Linked DNA regions of Mus musculus: region 1 is linked to region 2. The links are chromatin contacts, called in public HiChIP or PLAC-seq maps. All regions are on one chromosome and are shown on one strand. The core of a region is the stretch at or near the end of the contact, and the rest is flanking DNA. Distances in the headings are between cores, read along the strand shown.

The links. HiChIP or PLAC-seq counts read pairs in DNA pulled down with a chosen protein or histone mark.
Region 1: an H3K27ac HiChIP or PLAC-seq map of embryonic stem cells shows a contact between it and region 2, with 10 times the contacts expected there. The contact joins the promoter of Trabd2b here to the promoter of Bend5 in region 2. A contact is called at or near these places in 8 of 39 promoter capture datasets (cranial neural crest, embryonic stem cells, hematopoietic stem and progenitor cells and 4 more) and 1 of 115 datasets of contacts at active chromatin or transcription factors (embryonic stem cells).

The regions. Positions count from the first base shown.
Region 1 is chr4:114,404,195-114,408,510 of GRCm38.p6, forward strand. Trabd2b (TraB domain containing 2B) reads left to right here and starts at 2,530. Exons shown (of 7, transcript NM_001085549.1): 1 at 2,530-2,725. The coding sequence starts at 2,624.
Region 2 is chr4:111,412,091-111,416,867 of GRCm38.p6, forward strand. It overlaps Bend5 (BEN domain containing 5), which reads left to right and starts at 2,916. Exons shown (of 6, transcript NM_026279.3): 1 at 2,916-3,310. The coding sequence starts at 3,085. The region is part of intron 6 of Agbl4 (ATP/GTP binding protein-like 4); the gene reads left to right.

The DNA of each region.
Region 1 (4,316 bases), core at 1,280-3,779, 3.0 Mb after region 2:
GTCCTGTTTTCTGGGCACTCTGGTTTGCTTAGCATCTGTCACCAAGCAGGTATGTGGGATAAGAGGCTGAGCAGAACAAGTTGCTCCTGATATCTAGCAGTTTGAACTGTAGGCAATTGCAAAGAAAAAAGTGGAAATTTCACAGCCACCTCTGGTGCTTACATCCTTCACTTTTAGTCCAGTTCTTAGTTGCTCGCATTCTAGGCTCGGAGAGGCAAGTCATTCTGCTTCACTCACACTTTGAGCCTTCCTTTCTCTAGTGGTTCCATGTGCAACCGAGGCAGGAGTGGAGAGAGGGGAGGAGGGCCCTTAGCTGGGAGCCAAAAGGCCTAGGATCAGGCCTTGGCTTCCACTGGCCACTCTGCCTCTACTTTGTTCCCTCAATCATGAGCCCTGTAAGTAAAGATATAACCTAGCCACTTGCAAATTTGAATCTTGGAGTATCTTCCCATGACTGTATACATACAAAGGCATGCTCTCAGGCCTGGCATGATGACACAGGTTCTGGCCATCTGCTTTCTGTAGGCAGTCCCTTGAAGGCCCTTTTATCCCACTTTTATACCTTGGCAGCAGGTGATCCATCTGCTTCACTCCCTCCTCCTCCTCCTCCTCCTCCTCCTCCTCCTCCTCCTCCTCCTCCTCCTTCTTCTTCTTCTTCTTCTTCTTCTTCTTCTTCTTCTTCTTCTTTTTTCAAGACAGGGTTTCACTGTATAGCCCTGGCTGTCCTGGAACTCACTTTGTAGACCAGGCTGCCCTCTGCCTCCTGAGTGCTGCTGGGATTAAAGGCATGCGCCACCACACCCGGCCACTTCACTCCCTTCTATTAGCTACTGCTGATTTAAAGATCTTAAAGATCATCTCCTAGGGCTTTGCCCTGACTCCAGGGCACCTCTGATATACCTCAAAGTGCCTACCCATAGCCTGTCCTGCTGACTGCTTATGCTCACTAGGCCTCGCAGATCTGCTCTGAGAAACTCACCCATATCCCCAAATTTGTCTCAGCCTGACTTCCACCTCTTAGCCTGAGGTCCATTGAGCCTGCCTCAGGAACCCTTCCTCTGCCTGCCTTTTCTTGGTCTTCTGCTATGATTGTATTTTAATTGTCTACTTGCATATCTCATCATGTCTGTCAGCTATAGACTTCTGATAATATCACACAATTTATCTTTAACCTCCAATATCAGGATAGAGTCTTAGCAAATCTTGTTTAACAACAGCGGTGTGTGTGTGTGTGTGTGTGTGTGTGTGTGTGTACACCCAGAGAAACAGACAGGAGAATGACTGACTGAATGGAGCTTCCAAGGAATTCTAATTGTTTTATGTTCTTTAGACATGTTTTAATTTAATGTAGTGGGTCTTTGCAGAGTGCCTAGGAACACATGTGGTGGTGTTAGGCACAGCAGCATGACAAAACGTTGTAAGCAAATACCACGTTTTCTGGATCTCCAGTGACCATCTCATTCTCCGATATACCTCGAAGTGCCTACACAAATCCTGTCCTGTTAACTGCTTACTCTCGCCAGGCCTCGCAGATGTGCTCTGAGAAACTGGCCCATGTTCCCAAATTTGTCTCAGCCTGACCATTGGACTTCCACCTTAACCCAAGGTCCACTGAGCCAGACGCCCTCTGGCGGTAGCGCTCAGGAGCTACATCCCGGCGCAGAGCTGGAGAGAGGAGAGGAAAGGAGAGGGAGGAGGGAGGAGGCGCAGGCAGGGGAGGAGAGGAAAAAGTTGCGCTGGGAAGTTTGGAAAGTTGGGAAGTGGCTGCTGCGGGCTTCGCCTCCCTCCGCGCGCGTGCGAGGGAACGAGCGAGAGAGCGAGCGCGGAGCCAGCGAGCGCCTGCCATGCCCGGCAGACCCCGCCTCGCCGCGCCCGGGCGCCGAGCTCGCTCCGACTCCCTGCGGCCCGGCCCGGCCCGGCCCGCCGCGGCCCCGGCCCCCCGCCTCCCGCGCCGGGTCCTCCCCTCCCCCGCCCGGCGGCCCCAGCCCCCCGCCCGGCCCGGCTCCGCGCCGCTCTCCCGCCCTCCTCTCTCCCTCCCTCCCGGCCGCGGAGCAGCATGGCGGAGCCCGGGCAGCGGCCGCGCGGCCGCCCGCCGCCCCTCTGAGCCGGGCTCGGGGGCAGCCCGGCACCTCAGAGCAGACCCCCGCCCCGCCGCGCCCTCTGCCGCACTTGTCCCACTGCGCGCCCCCTGGAGCGCCGCGCACCCCTGGGACCCTTGCGCGCCCCGGGTGCCCAGCATAACCCGAGTTCCCCCGCTCACCCTGGAATCTCAGGACTGCCCCAGGAGCCCCGCGTACCCCTGGACCCTGACGCGGCTCCGGGACCCCCACGCGCTCTAGGACCCCTGCGCGCTCTCAGAATTCCGGGGCTCGGCCAACCCGGCTGCGCGCCCTGGTGAGGGGCCCCGCCCCAGAGGATCCCCCTCTTCCAACAGACCGGAGCCCCGCCCCAGAGAGACCCCCAGGTCCGACAGGGACATCCAGCCACGCCCCAGCGGGCTCCCAGCATCTCGCGCCTGGAGCCCTGTGCTCCAGAAGATCCTCGGTGCCCAGCTGGGGGCTCCCCGCCCTGCTGAGGGGGCGCTGCCCAAGAGGGACCCCCGCGTCCCGCGGGCCCCGGCAGGATGCACGCCGCCCTGGCGGGGCCGCTGCTAGCCGCCCTCCTTGCCACCGCCCGCGCCCGTCCGCAACCCCCCGACGGAGGACAGTGCCGGCCGCCTGGATCGGTGAGCGAGCACCAGCCCTGCCACTCTCCCGCCTGCCTGGACACTCCAGCCTGAGGGGCCAGGGTTTGGGACCAGCCTTCTCCATTCAGCCCACTCGCTCCACCTCCGCCCTCTGGGCACAGCCTGGGCTCCCTTCCCTAGCATCTGTCCTCCCGGACTCCAAGTCTGAGCCCAGCCCAGATGGTTCCTTCTCCACTCGCGGACAGTTTCCCCTAGACTTTTGGTCTTGGTTGGATGGATCCCCTCTCTGTGTCCGCTTCTAACTCTCCTGTCTTTTATCCTACCTTTACCCTTTGGTTGCCTTCTTCTGACTTCATCTTCCCAACACCTAGTACCCTTTTCTACACCCTGACTTCCAACCCTTTTGCTGTTTCATTCACACAGTGCCCCAGGCCAGGCATCCCTCCCTCTCCTTGACCCTTTTTCTGACCTAAGGCTGGATCCTCCAACCCTGGTGCTCATTCTCACTCCTCTCCCTCTGTACCCCAGACCCTACCCAGTACCGATTGTCCCAAATGCCCCTGTTTCCTGAAAAGGGTAAGATATCATAGGAGAGAAACGGAAATGACAGGATGAACTTGCTTGTCTAATATTTTCCTAAGGGCACCAAGTAATTATTGCTTCTCCCAACTTTCCTCTCCAAACCCGGCATCTCTTGATATTTTTTCCTGCAATGCCCTTATCTTCAAATATAGATTAATGCGTTGGCAATCATCCTGAACTAGATGCCAGGAGACGAGAATACTGTTGCAGGATCTTCCTGTGCTACCCTATTAGCAGGGCATAGGTTGGCCTTGGGCAAGGTGCACAGCTAGCAGTCTGCCTTGTGCAAGAAACCAGCTGGATAGCTGGTAGGCACTGTCTATTGTGCATTCACATTTGTAAGGTTTGTTGGTAAACTATGGTTCTGTGTCCACCACCCACAATAAATACTTTTCATTTGTGCCAGAATCAGGGAGGAATATGTTATGAGTTGACCTAAAGTTTGTTAAGTGGTCAGTGGTCACTCCAGGGACTTTTCTAGATGGAAACTGACTTTGCTTGGGAGATAGTCCCCTACTCCTGTTTCTTTCCAAATCCTAATTGATACTGGAAAAAACAACCATAGTGTGTGCCTAGGTCACAGACAAAGACAGACTTGGAAATGGAGAGCTAGGCTCACCTTTTTGGTGGGGGGAGTTTAGAAAGCACCCAGAATATGTATGCTTCCTGGGGTTAATTCTATGAAATCCTCTCCTCCCACACCAGCAACTGAGACTTGCTTTGGCTTTGCAAGATTTTAAAACCCTTTCTCACCTATGGTCTCAGTGAGTGGAGCAAAGTAGCTAACACCCGTGACCTGCCCTCCAAGAAGAAAGCCTTACCCACCCGATGAACGGGAAGGAGCTGCTGAAATAGGTGTGCTATTTTTAATAGGTGTTCTGCTTTCAGAGTACTCTTGGCATGTGTCTTCTAATGGCTGTATTTAAAAGTTATATGACTTCCTCTTTTCTTGCCAGAGCAGGACTCTTGGTCCCCCCCCCCCCACCCTACACATGAAACACCCTGGTGAAGGTTTGGCTTGGCCAAGCATGAATGTTCTCAGGTGGTG
Region 2 (4,777 bases), core at 1,666-4,165:
CCATGTATCTGGGCTGCTGAAATTACTAGCTTTGATTTGCACTCAACTCTGATTCTAGCTGAGGAGGGATAGAAAGACAGCCTGTGACCCCAGAATCTGGCTGGAATTCTTTACCAGCAGAAAAATAAAAATTTCAGCACAATTAACAATTGTTTAAGGCCTTTCTCCCTTCCCAGCTATATACATAATTTTCTAGGACCAGAAAACCTATGCACAGGGAAAGGATATGTACTAACTAAACTCCTTGTGCAACCCCAGTGGCTTCTGGTGTTACTTTATCAGATTATAATTCCATCCAGGGCATCTCCAGAGCATTTCTATAATTTCATTATCATGATAGAGACAAGAAAAAAAAAGAAGAAGAAGAAGAAACGGTTTCTTAGCAACCTTTTGAGATATAATTCGTATTAAAAAAATAAAAAACTGGTAGACATGGCTGATGCTAAAACAATTGAAACTCCCTTGAGTAAACCCTACCTCCATCTGAGTATTTGTTACTTTTTGTGATTGTCTTGCAGAGGAGCACACACCCAAGCCCTTGGGTGAGTCTTACTTCCTTCCCCTGAGCACCTCTTTCTCTCTTAACCCTTGTACTTAAGCCTACATTAAAACATCTTTAATAAAACAGACCACTCTGCTTCATAGTGCTAAAATCATTTCAGCATAGAAGCCACAAATCCCAGTTTGGCCAGACCTGAGATCCTTAAAGTGTTTGAGGGACTCCTCGGTTTGTGAGGGTGAAAGTATAGAGCAGTGTCACAGTTCTCTGACCTCTGACACAGTGAGGAAATCAACCATGCTGGGATAAAATTGGAAGGTGCCTGGTTGGTTCTTGAACAGTGTAGGGAACTGGGGAAAGAGAAGGCATTTGACTTGGTTTTCAGGGATAGCTGAGGTGGCCATGCACTCAGTAAAGAAGAACTTCCTAGGATGAGGGTAAGAAGCCAGCACAAGGCTGTGGTCATGCTAGGTTGGGAAATGCTAAATAATTGATGCAGACTCTGGAGTGGGCTGTGTCCAGGAAAGTGATGAAAAATGAAATTGATATTTTGGGGTGACCCTCACTTAGATGCAGAGATGTGCTAGAGTGCTACCTGAAGTTATTTTTGAAAATGTGGTCTGCAGTCTCATGGATTGTCATTAAATATGGCCAACTTTGCATGCCTCATCTTATGAGCTACCAGAATCTTACTTCTCATTAAATTCCCTTGACCACCAAAGTGATGTATTTCTAAAATAATCCATAGTCAAAAATAAATAATAATCAGGGGAACATATTTTCCAGAACACCTCAGAGTCATCGGATAAGTGAGGATGAAATTATTCATCAGGATGGCTTGAAGACCTATTCAGTTGACTGGATATAACCAATGGATTGCTTTAAGGGAACTTTATCTGACCTGCTACTCAGGCTTTGAGAGCTGTGTGGAGTTCAACAGTATAAAGTACTCCTCAAATCACAATGAAGTGAATTTGGGAGTTTGGCTTTATCTCTATCATGAGTATAGCTGATTTGGAATGTGAGCACAGTGCCTAAAGTTTAAAATGGTTAAATGCCTTTTATTATTATTGTGAGGACTAGCAACAAGAATGTGTGTATGTGGAATATGAGCATAAAGAGTACAAGAGAAAACAAAATCTCTCACCTATGCAAGAAACTCAGAATCATAATAAACATTTCAGTGCACTTGTTTTGTTACAGGTTAAATTTATTTAAATGAGTTTTTAAAAACATAGCATTTCGTTAAATCTACCACCTCCTTTATGCATGCCTTTATGAGAATACTTTTCTCACTATAACCTCATTATTAAGCTTTCTTAATGCTCTCAGACTAGAATGAAAGATTACAAGTAGCAGAAAAAATGGGTTATTCAGACAGTAATTTAATATTGACATAGGATCCAACTGAGATTCAAGTTCTAATACTTTAGTAAATACTACAAGGTCCTAGGTATCTATTCTTTCTATAGACCACCAAGCCTACAATATAACATGGAGTGTGTGCTCAGAAAAATATTAGTTACTTGAATAAAAGAATAAGTGGAAGAATGGATGTATGTGAAATTCTGTTTATCCTTCCCCCAAAATTCACCAATCTCTCTCTGACAAATACCCTGGTATTGAGCTAGACAATTGGAATATAAATAGCTCAGTTTCCCTGTAAGCATACAATACAGAACAAGTACAACTCTCAGCCTTCTTTCTCTGGAAGGTGTGGTTTGTCTGCAGGAACCAACCTTTCCAGGTTCTCATCTGTGATTTTGGAAACAGAGAAGGGACTGCTGTTCTGCCCAGTTTGGCTCCTGAACTCAACTGACTCCAGAAAGTCCGGCCTCTGCTCTGGCTCCCTAGAGCCCTCCATCCTTGTTTCATTCCAACTGTTCCAGCCCAGAATCAACAAGTAGTGGAGGCGATTCCTCAATGGAGAAAGACCACAGGGAAGAGGGGTGCCGCTGCTCCCTTAGGATAAAAACAGCCCTGGTCTAACCCTCTGGTATCCCAGCAGCTGGTTCAACTGGAAACCTCAGATTACTCTAGTTCTGGCCAAAAACTGGTTTGGCAGCTCTAGGGGAATGTTTCTGGCTCACTGACCCTCACAGCAGGTGCTGGCAATTTTGCAAAAGAAAGAGAAAAGGGGGAAATGGGTTTGGAGGGTGGACTGAAGGAACGGAGGCGCTTAGCTAAATTCGAAACACTAAACTATTGAATCCGCCCGAAAGCGACTTTTAGCAGCGCTCCTCCTATCCTCTAACGCTACTATCATATATGCTCTTTCCCCACCTTACTGCAATCGCACTCCGGCTGTGATTGCTCGGGTCTGACTTCGCAAGTGGCGGTGTGCTTCAAAACCCCCTCATCCGCCCCTCGCCCGGCTCTCTCCACTCCCCTCCCTTTTCCGCGCCCAGGCGAGAGCAGCCGATTGGCAGAGCGGGGCTTTCAGGAACAATAACAGTGGGGGGAGCCGGGGCCCCGGGGAGCCTCCCCGCCCCCGGCCCGGCTGCGGCTCACGCCCCTCTAGGGGTCCCCACCTCCGCACCGCCCCACGGGCTGACCGGCGCCCGGGCCCGCCCCCGGCGCCCACCATGTACGCCTTTGTGCGGTTCCTGGAGGACAACGTCTGCTACGCGCTGCCCGTGTCGTGCGTGCGCGACTTCAGTCCCCGCTCGCGACTGGATTTTGACAACCAGAAGGTGTACGCGGTGTACCGGGGCCCGGAGGAGCTGGGCGCCGAGCCCGAGAGTCCCCCGCGTGCCCCTCGGGACTGGGGCGCGCTGTTGCTCCACAAGGCCCAGATCCTGGCGCTGGCAGGTGAGCGAGCGGGCCGGGAGGGGCGTTGGGACCGGGCGGACCTGGGGCTGGTTCCGGGAGAGGCCGGGCGGCTGGGGCCAGGGAGCCACCGCTTGCTCTTGCCTCCCGTTCCGACTCCTTGGGCTTTCTTTTGGGTACCAGGTGTCTCTAAGAGGCCAAACCAGTTAAAAAGACCTGAGGGTCCCCTTTGTCTTCCTTGCTTCTCTGACACTCCTGCGCCTTGCTGTCAGTCAGCTTTCTCTACTCTGCTCTCTTCTTTCTGACTCTTTTGTATTCCCCTTGGCTCTTCATTTTCTGCTTCTCTAGCTGCCTACTCTAGCTGTCATCTCTCCCATCTCTCACCTTCACCTCTCTCAGTTACTTCCCTCTGTGTTGCTTTCCATCTTAAGTTTCGAAAACTGTACCTCCCTCTCTCCCTTTAAGGCCCTTGGCGTCTCCTTGGAGCAAGAAGCAGTGTTAGGTCCTTTTGATGGGGGCCCTTTTTCACAGAAGGAATCTCTGACACTGTTCCATCTGGGCCATCATTAGGACAAGGAGACCAAACCTCAGTGTACTGCCCAAGGGGCACAGGTGAGGAGGTGAAGGGCCTTAGGTAGCCTCATCTCCACCCCACTTTATGCATCTCCCAGAAGGCTCCTTGAGAGAAAGATGGTACAAACAGTTTCTAGTTCAGGTGAGGGCCTGACCTCCTAACTCTGATCACACCTGGGGGTGGGGAAGAGGGAAAGGAGACAGGCTGACAGGCAGGCAGGTGGTCTCTTGGTTAATGGGTAAAGATAGATTCAGTTTGTTAACAGGACAAGCCTTTCGGCCTCCTGTACTATGCTGTATCACGCTGAGACATAGGTTCCTCTTCAAGCAGAAACATTTGGCCTTCTTTCTGATCCACTTGTAGAAGGCTTGGGTGCACACCAAGTGGGGAAAAGGAAGTTACCACTTCAAGGCTGGAGAGCAGAGATGTAGCTGCTGCTGGTAAGAGTGCTGCCTTTGATTGAGTAGGCAGAGACTGTCACCTTCCACCTGGAAGACAACCCGGAGATTAGGAGCTGAATGAAGACATTGCAAAGATTTCATGGTTTTGACACTTTTCCTACTTTTTCCAGGGACCTATGTTTCCTCTCCTTTAGCCTAAAAATGAACCTAGCATGAATCAAAGTGACTTGTCCAAGATCCCTGGACAAGCTGTCAGTGTATCTCAGCCTGGTGACTGATTCCTTTTTAATAAATACCTCTAGAAAGTAGGCTTACTAGAATAAAGGGCCAAAAGATTTGGAATAGATCAACACCACATGGTCCTCTTTTTGAAAGGTTAAGTACTTATCACCTCCTAGACAGGTCCTGGAGGCACAGGGCTGTAAGTCCACTTACCACCAGACACTCTGGTCCAAGAGAAAAGAATGAGCGAGGGGGGATAGGTTTAGAACGGAAGTCTTTGTGGCTGATTAGGTTTTATTTTGTTAGCGTGCT